Regions from separate parts of the Mus musculus genome. Here region 1 is linked to region 2. Evidence: chromatin contacts called from public Hi-C data. All regions are on one chromosome and are shown on one strand. The core of a region is the stretch at or near the end of the contact, and the rest is flanking DNA. Distances in the headings are between cores, read along the strand shown. Region 1 overlaps Hck (hemopoietic cell kinase). Region 2 overlaps Xkr7 (X-linked Kx blood group related 7).

Region 1 (5,958 bases), core at 773-3,272, 90 kb after region 2:
GGCAGGAGACTGTCATAATCCCCTCTCTCTTTGCACTTGGCCTCCCTTAGCACAGCCTGTGGCTATACAAACTTCTCACACTGCTGGTATCCTGATCTGGGTAGTGTTGCCCTAAGAAGCCATCCCTGGGTCTTCTCCGGCCTGATTCTGAGGACAGCTGAAGGGGTGCAGTTGTCGAGTTATTCCCTCCTGTGTGGTGCTCGCCCAGAGGTGGCTGTAAGTTAAGAAAGTATGTCTCAGGAGAAGGTGTTCCCAGGCCAAATCTGTTTGAGAAACCCAGGATGACACAGGCATCTTACAAGGACATCTCAGAACCTTTGAGAGTCTTTCAAAACAAAACAGAACAAAAAAAACAAGCATCCCTCCGTGCTTCCTCAAATGTCTAACAGCATGTGTGACATGAGGCACCCTCTTATTGACGATGAGAAGTCATGAATTATGGAGCCCTGCAAGTGCCACATCCCCTAAAAGCAACAATCACTGTCAGTTTGCTGTGGACACATAAAAACCCTTTTCGGTGGATTTTACCACCACACTACAAACACGTATCCACAGGAAATACATATACTTGCTTTATATAGACATAATGAGTTGTGTGAATGCTTGCTTTGGAAGACAGGCTCTCACTGTCTAGTCCAGGAGGATGCTTGGCACTCACGGGAATCCTGCTAGGTTCCCAGTGCTGGCATTACATATGTGCACCACCATGTCCAGCTTCAGGAATGTGATGGTCAGCAGAAGTAGCCATTTTCACCCAGGAATTTGTGTGATCTCATCTAAGTGATACTTGGAGACCTGTGGTTCTGATGGCAGTGTCCCTTTGTCAGATTGCTCCATGCACATGATGGAGTCTGTCCGTGAGAAACCTGGTAAACCCAAGATACCTTCAGACATCTCTAAGCAACACAGATCTGGACCAGTTCCCTCACTGGGTGGGAGGATCAACCTAGCCCTTCCCAGTATTTCAAGGCAAGGGTCCCGATCACATTTTAAGATAGCTCTATCCATGTACAGACTCTGTTCTTTATCATGCCATGTGACCCTGCCTATGTCTGTAATTCTCTCCTACCAAGACCCAGGTGGGTTGAAAAGGGTGACCTTTTCAACACAGGATCCTCACAATTTCAGACTCATGTCCTTTTCCTGTTTCTTCCTGCAGGGACCAAACAACAGCAACAGCATGCCCCCAGGGTTTGTGGAGGGTGAGTATCTGGAAGCTTGGGTCTCAGCATCAGATACATCCATTAGCTTAGATTCTGAGTTGTAACTGATGGGGGAAAGTAAAAAAAAAAAAAAAAACAAACAAAACAAAACAAAAAACCTCTGTACTTGGCTTTTGTGAAGTTGTGATTAATACACTCTGACCAAAAGCAACTTGGGGGAGGAGTGGGTTTGTTTCATCTTGCAGTCTGTGGGTCACAGTCTGTCACTGAGGGAAGTCAGAGTGTCAGAATGGGAACCCAGCAGTTAGCTAGAGACAGGAACTGAAGCAGAGAAAAGGTGCTTACTGGTTTGCTCAACCTGCTTTCTTATACAACCCAAAAGCAGCTGTTCAGGGGAAGCACATGGTTCCTAGTGGGCCAGCCAACCACCAATTCCTCCACAATAACCATCAATCTAGAAAAAAAAAAAAAATCCCTGCAGACTTCCCCACCAGTCAATCTGATTGGCCTACTCTATCTTTGAGGTTCCCTCTTCCCAGGTGACTCTACCTTGTGTCGAGGTAACAAAAACTAACCAGCACCCTTGTATAGTCTCTAAATTACCTGAGCTCCTTGCCCGGGCTCTTGTCTTTCTAGAATGCTGTCCAGTGGTGTGAACAGAGCCCTGAAGGCTTTAACCAGCACAGGCCCCAGCACAGGGGGCTGCTCTGGTGTAAAGGAGTCGGGAACTGGGGGGATGGCACGGGGACCCATCCTGGCATCTCCCGTCTTGGCAGGCTCTGAGGATACCATTGTGGTCGCACTGTACGACTATGAGGCTATTCACCGTGAAGACCTCAGCTTCCAGAAGGGAGACCAGATGGTGGTTCTGGAGGAGTGAGTTCTAGCCTGGTCCCCCCTGAGACACACCCACCTGCAGGGCTTAGCTACACTTCTGTTTTGCATCTTTAAAGAGCCCAACAGCCTAATTCTGGGAGTAAATGATGAGAATCTGACTGCACACCATATAGGACCTACCTCTCAGTAACAAAACCAGAGATGGAAACTATGTCCTCTCTGACAGGCTCTCCACAAAGCCTTCCTAAGGGATAGAGGCCTAAGTGTCTGGGCTCCAGGCTGCCCTGTGGGCCTGGCCCCTTTAGCAATCCCAGGGTCTCTGAGCTCCCCACCTGTGATAGTCACAGTCTTCACCATCAGGACCTCTTACAAGAGTTCAGCTTGTACTGAGATCTGGGAATGATACCTTGTCATGTGTAGCCAAACTCTTGAGCCCGCGGCCTTCTCCTTAGGGCCGCAGCTGAACCAGTGTGAGTGCTTCCAGGACACAGGTCCTGGATTGGGTCAGATAGTCCAGCCAAGGACACAAGTCCAGGAAAAAGAATGGATCCAAAGACCCAGACTGTGGTTTCAGCCCAGACTCCTGTGGCGACTCCTCAGCACGTGCTAGGTTCCCCCACCCCTCATGCTCCTGGCTTCCTGAGGGTGGGAAGGAGAGCTTCTAGACCCAGGTGGGGGGCCACAGCAGGCTGTAAAAGGTTCCTGTGCCAGCTGATCCTCTTCTCCCTCCTTTTCCTTAGGGCTGGGGAGTGGTGGAAGGCACGGTCCCTGGCTACCAAGAAGGAAGGCTACATCCCAAGCAACTATGTGGCTCGAGTTAACTCTTTGGAGACAGAAGAGTAAGTGTTCCAGTTCTGCCTTCCAGAAGGCAGCCAGAGCAAAACTGGCCTGCCACCTTAGCATCTCTGCACACACTCTCTCCCCTGTCTGGCACCTTCTGCCTGGGGCTCTTGGCTTGGCTGGGTCATTCCCATGCTTCAGGTCTCAGACCTGTTCAAAATGGTCTCTCTGTGACTCTCTCGGAGAGGTGTTTTTACTTCCTTCTGAATATATCCCACAGGCAAAAAGGGACGTTGCTTTTTTTTTTTAAATTGTCTGCACATGCACTGTCTGCCTCCCTCCCTCTTGAGTGTTGAGCTCTCACACCTGCGCTCTGGGGTTAGACTGCCTAGGTTCTAATCCTGACTCTTCCACTTCCATGCTGTGTAGCCCCAGACAAGCCCCTTATCATCTCTGTTCTCTGCTTTGAGCACTATAAAATAAGAAGAATAAAGGCGATGATCACGTATAAGCTCTTGATGAGTTGGGGCAGAAGTCAGTGGTTAAGAACACTGGCTGCCCTTCCGGACCTGAACATGGAGGTTCACAACTGCCTGTAACTCCAGCTCTAGGGGATCTCACACCCTTCTGGCTTCCCTGGGTACCAGCTCACACATGCCCATGCAAGCACGCGCACACTCACACACACACACATACATATAGGAGAGAGAGAGAGAGAGAGAGAGAGAGAGAGAGAGAGAGAGAGAGAGAGAAATAATTAATATTTTTTAAATTGACAAATGAGCTAAGCTTAGTGGCACAGTTCTTTAATTCCAACATTTGGAAGGCAGAGGCATATGGATCTCTGTAAGTTCAAGGCTAGCCTGGTCTACATTGTGAGATCCAGGACAGCAGAGCTATATAATAAAATGCTGTGTTGGGGTGGTGGTGGGAAACTATGAATGTTAACTATCTTTCTCCCTTATTGATAACGGAGGCAGCAGAGACCCATAGAACAAAAGTCACCTGACAGGCATGCTGATATCTGTTCAGGACTCTCTCCCCATTGTGGTACACAGACTGCTCCTTATTCTTGTGAGGATGAAAAGAACTTCAGCCACTACGACATGAACTTTTCCATAAGTATCCAAAATAGCAAAGAAGAAAAAAAAAAAAAAAAGATTAGCTCTTTCCCACTAACCCACCCCCTAAAAAGTAAGAAAAACAATGCTTCTTGAGGTCAGGTGTTTGGGCCCCCGATCTGAGTGGGCTGTGCTCTGTATGGCCTGGGGCAGCACGTGAGCAGGGCAGGCTGGTCCATCCTGAGTCTCACACTGTCCCTCATTCACTCCTGACAGGTGGTTCTTCAAGGGGATCAGCCGGAAGGATGCAGAGCGCCACCTCCTGGCTCCAGGCAACATGCTGGGCTCCTTCATGATCCGGGACAGTGAGACCACCAAAGGTGATGCCAGCCCTCCCTCCTCCTGTGCCCAGGCAAGGCGCCTCTCCAACCTTAGGGAAGTCCTCTGAGGAGGGTTGAACAGCTCAGTCAAGTGTCCATACTGCCAAGTTTTTTCCTGTCATTTGCTGCTCTGAGCAAGAAGAGGGTTAAGGGCCTGGACTAGGTGGCTTCTTCTAGTTCTAGAAGATGCAGGCTTAGATCATCAGAAGTGGCTTGAGCCCCCAAAGCAAGCAAACATCATGCTGAAACTTGGTCCCCACTAGATCCTGGTCTGTTTTAAATAGCCACACTACTTTGTCCTGTCCACAAGTCCCATTCCTCCCAGGAGAGGAAACAGTGCTATGTGAGATAGAACTTGACCCAAAACAGGACCTGGCCCTGTGCCTCTGAGACTCACCTAAAATTCTCTATCAGTGGGGGAGGGGTAGTGAGATGGCTTAGCTGGAGATGCCGAGGTCATTTGACAAGCTGAGTTCCATCCCCAGGACCTACACAATAAAGAGGAAGGACCAACAGCTGAAGATTGTCCTCTGGCCTCTACAAGCATGACAGTGACATGCATGTCCCCTACCCCATAAGATGTAAGGGAGGAAGCTCTTTTGTGGGCATGTGGATGGGAAGATGTCATTGGTGTCAAGAGTCTTGTCCCCAAATCTCCGTGTTGGCAAAGAGTCATATGGAATGGGTGACCAGAGTTTAAAAATAAAATAAAAACACCGCAAAGGCAGGGGCATCTCTAAGTTCAGGGCCAGCCTGGTCTACAGAGCAAGTACCAGGACATCTAGGGCTACACAAAGAAACCCTATCTAGAGAAAAAGAGTCACCTCGAACCACATAGACTGGTTCCGACTGGCATTCCCATGGGTGAGTTTCCCCAGGGCAGCAATGCCACATGCTGTGTGCACGATTTCAGATTCCACATGCACAGCGAGCCTTTGGCTCTTTGAACTCAGACCACTTGATTTGAACAGGCCAAGCCAGCTGTATAAAGTGTGATCTGGTTGGTACTATGAGGCATCTAGTTTGGGGGACATCAAAGGCATCTGAGAGTCTGGGACCAGCCATTTGGTCTCTGTCTGAGGTCTGTGAGCATTTAGGCTACAGGGAGGCCCAGCTTGTCTCCCGCTGTGCCTAGAGTAGCTTAGAGATTGACCTGTCTAGTTCTACTGAGAGGCAAAGAAACCAACAGCCCAGTGACAGACCTGTGGACAGGAAGGTGGCCTGGACTCGCTTCCACAGCCCCCTGGAGGAGGGGGCTTGCTGGGGATCTGCCTGATTTAGAACACGGTCCCAAGCACTTGGCTGCTTTCCAGATCCTGCACACCCTGTCTAGCACCAGGTACACCAGGTTCCCCTTGACTGGGATAGGCTAAGAAGGAGCCAACCGGACAGCCTTGGAACCCAAATGTGCTACTTGCCAGCTGTGTGACTCCAAGTGAGTATGTCACCTATAAAGTGAGGCTGATACGTCTATAAAGCATCTGCCTCGTGAGACTATTCACTATGATGAATGATACGATCCAAGTAATTTTAATTGATGAAAACGCACACTGTTCCTGTCATTCACTGTTCATTTGGCCAGCATGCTTAGAACAGCTTGGCTTGTTGTCAGTTGTCATTCAACAATCTAAACTTCCCTCAATGACATTGTGCTATTATAAGAAGGAGGAAATATGAAAGGCAGAGAAGCTAGGTAACATAGCTCACACGTGGTGGACTGCGGCCACAGATTGGAAT
Region 2 (5,687 bases), core at 485-2,984:
AGTCTGAGCACCCTGAGGTGGTGGGGGGGAGGTGGTGGTGAGCTCCTGGGGCCTCCCTCTTACAGCTCACTAAGTTCAGCTGTACTGTTGCTGCCTGTGTGTGCCAGCGAGTCCCACACACCAGAGAACTTGTGTCGTGAGTCAGTGCAGCTGAGAGATCAAGCTCTCGGTCCCTTCTGAGGAGCTCCATCTTTGGCATAATGTGAAGAGTTTGAACTCTTTATTCAGCATCTCCATTCAAATCAAGCCACCTAATCCCCATGCCTTCCAAAGGAGAGAGCATAACTGTACCTATCTGCTTCTGGCTTTAAACATACCAAGGACTTAGCAAGCGCTGCTCCCATCACTTAAGTGTTCAAAACCTGGTGGCAGGGCAAGTGGGATGCCTCGGCAGGTACAGGAGAATGACACAAAGCCTGATAATCTGAGATCAACCCAAGGGACTCACATGGTGGAAGGCGAAAACTATGAGTTTCACAATGTGAGCCATGGCACACACAAACCACCCCTACACAGGTGCACACAAAATACTTTAAATGTAATTAAAAAAAAACCTGGTAGCTGTGATTAGCACCATCGTTGCTCTGTGAATAGTAGCCAATGAGTAGAGTGGGGGGGGGGGCACAGTGATGTGGCACCCACGGATTGAATCTGCAGTTACTTGTGGAACACCTGCTGTATACCTGGAACTGTTCTAAGTGCCAAGGATAAAGGTGTAATTAAGATGGCAGCGTGGACGACAGTGGATCACATGGTAGCAATGCTATGTGAGAAGATGAACTAGGGACTGGGTAGATGGTTCATTGCGGGGAAAGCTGAGTTGCACAGGCATGAGGAGCTAAGCTCTGATCCCTGGTACCCACAGAAAAGGCCACATGTGCCTGTGACCCAAGTGCTGGTGAAGGAATGGAGACAGGTGGCTAATACTCTCACCCCACACTCAGTAAAAGACCATGTCTCAAGGGAATAAGGCAGAGAGTGAAACAACAGGATACCCGGTACCCTTCGGTGGTCTCTGTGCGCACACCTGCACATGCGCACAGGTACATACACCACACACACAAAGCTGAAACAGAGCAGGGAGCTAGCGAGTTTGCAGAGTAGATGACCTGGGGAGGGTGGCCTCACTACAAGAGATGGCACGTGGGTGAAGGCTGGGCTAGTAAGTGAGATGCAATACCCTTGTATCTTCCGCTTTCTGTGACTTTGGGCAAAGGTTATAACTTAACCTGCGTCTTGGTCACCATAGCAGCATCATGTGGCTTGGGGTGTATGAGCTACACAATATATGCTTCATGTGCGACACCTTGCTTGGAACACAGAAGCATCTGATTGTAATTAGCCCTTTCTGTTTTCATATGTATGTGTAGCTTCATTCCCAAATCACAGTCTCTCCAAATGGTGTCTCTCAATCCTCTCTCCATCATTTCAACCCGGTTACCCACTGCTTTTGTATTGGTTATGAGTCTAGGGTTTTTGAATCATCACACTTACATCTGAAGCATGTTTACAACCGCTTGGACTTGGCTACAGCCCCTTCACAAATGTTCCTCCCTGTGCTGACTTGGCAGGGTTGTTCCAGTGTGGCCTCCCCACCCTCCTTCGGGGGAGACCATCCCCGGTGTGCTCTGCACTCTGCCCTTCCCTCCCCTGCTGTCAGGGCAGCCACAGTCCACCAGAGCCACTCCTAACAGACACAGAGGCAGCACTTAGGCCCTGTCTTCTGATCTATAAAGACCACACAGGCGAGAAACCCTGGGGATCCAAGGGGAGGAAGGGCTGGAAGGAAATGGCTTTGAACCCCAGCAGCTGGGGCAAAGGTCCCTGGGGAGAGGAGGAGGTGATTTGAGATCTACTCTGGCCTTTCCATTCGCCACCCTGCCTTTGTGAAAGTGTTCAAATTCTTAAACCTGGAACTGCTTTGGCCCTCCTCCACCATGGCCCTCCCACCCCACCCTGCCCACAACCAGAGGCAACTGGGGACCCTGGATCTGATACTCAGGAGTCCCAGGGTGCCACTGGCTCCCCTCCCTCCCCAACCCTGCATCAGAGGCTCCCCTCCCTCCCCAACCCTGCATCAGAGGCTCCCCTCCCACCCCAACCCTCCATTAGAGCACTTGGCTCCACTGATGCCCAGGGCCTGCCGCCTCCTCCTCCTCCTCTTCCTCCTCCTCCGTCTGTACCCTCTCTTGCCCCCCCCCAACCAGGGAACCCACACACCCTTTGTCCTGGCTGGTTTTGTGTCAACTTAACACAAGCTAGAGTCATCAGAGGGGAAGGAGCCTCAACTGAGAAAATGCCTTCATAAGATCCAGCTGTAAGGCATTTTCTTAACAATGATCAACGGAGGAGGGTCCAGCCCATTGTGGGTGGTGCCATCCCTGAGTTGTTGGTCCTGGGTTTTATAAGAAAGCAGGCTGAGCAAGCCTTGAGGAGGAACAAGCTAGAGAATAGCACCCTTCCATGGCCTCTACATCAGCTTCTGCCTCCAGGTCCCTGCCCTGTTTGAGTTCCTGTCCTGACTTCCTTTGGTGATGTGGAACATCAATCTAGAAGTGTAAGCTGAATAAACCCTCTTCTCCCCAACGTTTTGGTCATGGTGTTTCATTGCAGCAACAGAAACCCTAACTAAGACACCTTTGAAGGCCACACTTCCATGTTGCCTCTTTCTGAAAGCTTTTCCTGAACAAACCCAGGACCACCCTCAGCATCTCACACCATCTTCTGCTTATTCAACCAGGCAAAAACCATCTTTCTATTTTCCTAAAGTGAAATTTTCTTGGCAGTTTTGTTTATGGAAGAGTTATGCATTCCAGCCACCCCCAAATCGTCTCATTGAGAAGGAATATGATGAAGAGAGATTTCCACTTGCTAATTAGATTTTAGGTTGGCTTATGTTTTGAGACAGGGTCTTACCAATGGCCACTAAGTGGCCTCAGGTGATCTTGAACGTCTGATTCCCTCAGCTAGGATTGCAGGGCATGTCACTACACCCTGATGTATGTGGTGCTGGGTACGGACGGAGTCTAAGGACTTGGGCTGTGGAGGCAAGCACCCCACGACTGGAGCTCTATCTCCAGCCCACAGTTAGCTATTTCTTGCATTGTTTGAAGACTTTACTTCTGATTTTTAGTTCACTAGGACATAACTGATTACATGCATGTGTGTTGTAACACTCAGCTATTTTGATGGGTGCCATGGCACCCACCTCTGTAATTCCAGCACTTGAGAGATGGGTTCAAGGCCAACCTGGTTTACATAGAGAGTCAGCTAAGGCTACAAAGTAAGACCCTGTCTTAAAAACAATATTACTAATTAAGACTTAGATTACATTATTGCCTCTGTGACAGACAGGATGAAGAACAAGGACCTGCAGAACCAAAACCCTATCCCACCACCCACACGGTTTTCAATGATCCACTTAACCCTCTAAACCTTGGTTCCTTATCATCTTGGAGGAAGGGCTAACAGTCCCTGTGGGTAGGTATATTGGCTATATGTACAGGCATACTGAATGAATACATAGACCATGTTTTATACATTATCAAGCATTATTCAGCACACAGCAGTGCTCCACATTAGCTAGTATTATTGACCCATTTTACAGATGTGAAGCTGAGTTACAGAAAGGAGTAGGCTCCCAGTTGATAGCAAAGCCAGGGCTGAAAATTATGTGGTCAAGACCCCTGAGTGCACCTGTGTGGGTTCTAAACCATTTTACTTTCTGCTAGCTAAGTATATGCTTTTGGAAAACATTTTAAATTATATGTGTACATGTGAGAGTAGGGTGTGCATGTGAGTGCAGTTGTCCTCAGAAGCTAGTATAAACATCACTTGCTCCTGGCTTACGTTACAGGCAGCCGAGAGCTGTGTGATATGGGTGCTGGGAACTAGACTCAGATCCTCTGTAAGAGCAGCCCATGCTTTTAACTGCTGAGCCATCTTTCCAGCTTTGAATATATATATTGAGTGTGTGTTTATGTCTTCATATGTGAGTGCAAGAGGGGATATGCTATGGGCATGTACAGAGGTCAAAGGGCAACCTTGGGTAGTCAGTCCTAGCCTTACACCTTGAGGCAGGGTTTCTTGCTTTGCATTTGTGTACACTGGGCTAGCTGGTCCACTGCTTACTGGGGCTTCTCTTCTTTCTGCTTCCCCATCTCACCAAAGGCATGCTGGGATTACAGGCACACACACCACTACACCACACACACACACACTATAATGCTAGTCTCCACACATGCACAAGTGCTTTACTCAATGACCCACCCTCCTAGCCTGGTGAAGTGTTTTCTTATAGACTGATCAATCAGGTATTATTTTGAGAACAAGAAGGAAAAAAACCAGAAAAGCATCTATAATGTTTTACTTTAATGTAAAATAAAGCACCTGCCGCTACTGTTCCAGACTCTTCCTCAGCTGTGCCCTGGGCCCATCACTCATTCCTGTCAGCCCATCTGGCTGGTTTCCCCACAGACCACAAGCCTGGGGAGGCCTGGCTGGGCCCTTGTTACTTTTGGTGGCCGTGCACCCAACCAGCTGGCACGGAGTCCAATCCCCCAGAGGAAAAAGGTGTCGCTGACATAGGACATAGAAGATGTAAAATCCCTTGTGTGAAGTGGGTGCTTAATAATGTTGATGTGAACGGAATAGAACCTTTGAGATCGGAGTTTTAGGTGAGCCATTTCCTCCGTCTGTAAAGTTTAGGTGAGGACTTGAGGGTTTTGGCCTGAGTTTTCCCAGAGCTTGGGAAAGAAGACAGAGGAGTGGAGCACTCTGGATCCCGGGCAGGTCAGAATCTCATCACACTGGAGCTGTGCGATCCTGGGCACAGTTGCTTCATCAGCCAGAGGCTGTCTGTAAAATAGCAGAGAGATGACGGTTCTGCCTGAGTTCCTTTAGAGTTGTCAGCACTTGTCACAGAGTGCATCCTTAGAAAGCACTGAGTGCTGCTACCCTTATGGGCTAACCCGTCCTACTGCTTAAGGGTAAGGGGAAGAGTATGGCAAGGAGCTCTTGGGGTCCTAATTCCCAGTGACCCTCACCCACTGAGTCCCACCAAGGAAGATCCTTGTTCTGTGGCTCCAATGTAGCGTGCACAGTGAGGATCTGAAGTTAAAGGGGGATGGGATCTTTTGCATAAAAGCAAGAAGACCTCACAGCTCTCACAAGGGCATGAACACCCACCAGCAGAGGGTGTAGAGGAGGTGGCTAGAGATGCTGTAAGCGGGGACTTGCTTTTGCTTCATTTTAAAGGACACATGAAATGACTGTAACACCCTTATGGTTTAAATTCGCAGCCCTGACTTGGGGTCTTGTAATACCGAGTCCCATGCTGCTAGACTGTCACTTTGCAGGCAGCAGATCGGTGACATTTGGGGAGACCCAACCTGGGATGTATTTTTTCCCCATAATTTCATCTCACCTGCTCTCTATTGATTTTGTTTTATGTATTCAATTTTTAATTTTAGTTCACCTGGTTTTTTTGTAGTGCTGGGATCAAATCCAGTGCCTCACCTAGGCCAGGCAAGCGCTCTCCCCCTGAGCTACATCCCTGGTGTTGCCTATTCTTTAAAGCAGCATTTTAGCTTTTAGCACGTTAAATTCCAAACATATGCAGGAGCACAGTGACTAGGCTGATGAACTTCACAGTGTATCATTAACGCCGTCATAGAGTTCAGCGCTGT

What was found. Hi-C and Micro-C count contacts between places; a contact is called where the count stands out from the background.
Region 1: a contact with region 2 is called in a Hi-C map of bone marrow-derived macrophages, with 49 read pairs. The contact joins two enhancer-like sites. A contact is called at or near these places in 6 of 39 promoter capture datasets (the 3T3-L1 cell line, the C10 cell line, the HPC-7 cell line and 4 more), 14 of 484 Hi-C or Micro-C datasets (3T3-L1-derived adipocytes, the G1E-ER4 cell line, bone marrow-derived macrophages and 8 more), 4 of 115 datasets of contacts at active chromatin or transcription factors (the HPC-7 cell line, embryonic stem cells and large pre-B cells) and 2 of 9 other capture datasets (adipose tissue and embryonic stem cells).

The regions. Positions count from the first base shown.
Region 1 is chr2:153,127,104-153,133,061 of GRCm38.p6, forward strand. Hck (hemopoietic cell kinase) reads left to right here. Exons shown (of 13, transcript NM_010407.4): 3 at 1,160-1,202; 4 at 1,940-2,039; 5 at 2,741-2,839; 6 at 4,118-4,221. Among named protein-coding and RNA genes, the nearest start is that of Hck, 22 kb to the left of the region's middle. Within about 2 kb of position 2,023, at least 8 of the 459 cell types and tissues checked have an H3K27ac peak or open chromatin away from gene starts, as enhancers often do.
Region 2 is chr2:153,036,992-153,042,678 of GRCm38.p6, forward strand. The region is part of intron 1 of Xkr7 (X-linked Kx blood group related 7); the gene reads left to right. It overlaps Gm32286 (a long non-coding RNA gene), which reads right to left. Exons shown (of 2, transcript XR_375138.1): 2 at 4,353-4,857. Among named protein-coding and RNA genes, the nearest start is that of Xkr7, 8.0 kb to the left of the region's middle. Within about 2 kb of position 1,735, at least 9 of the 459 cell types and tissues checked have an H3K27ac peak or open chromatin away from gene starts, as enhancers often do.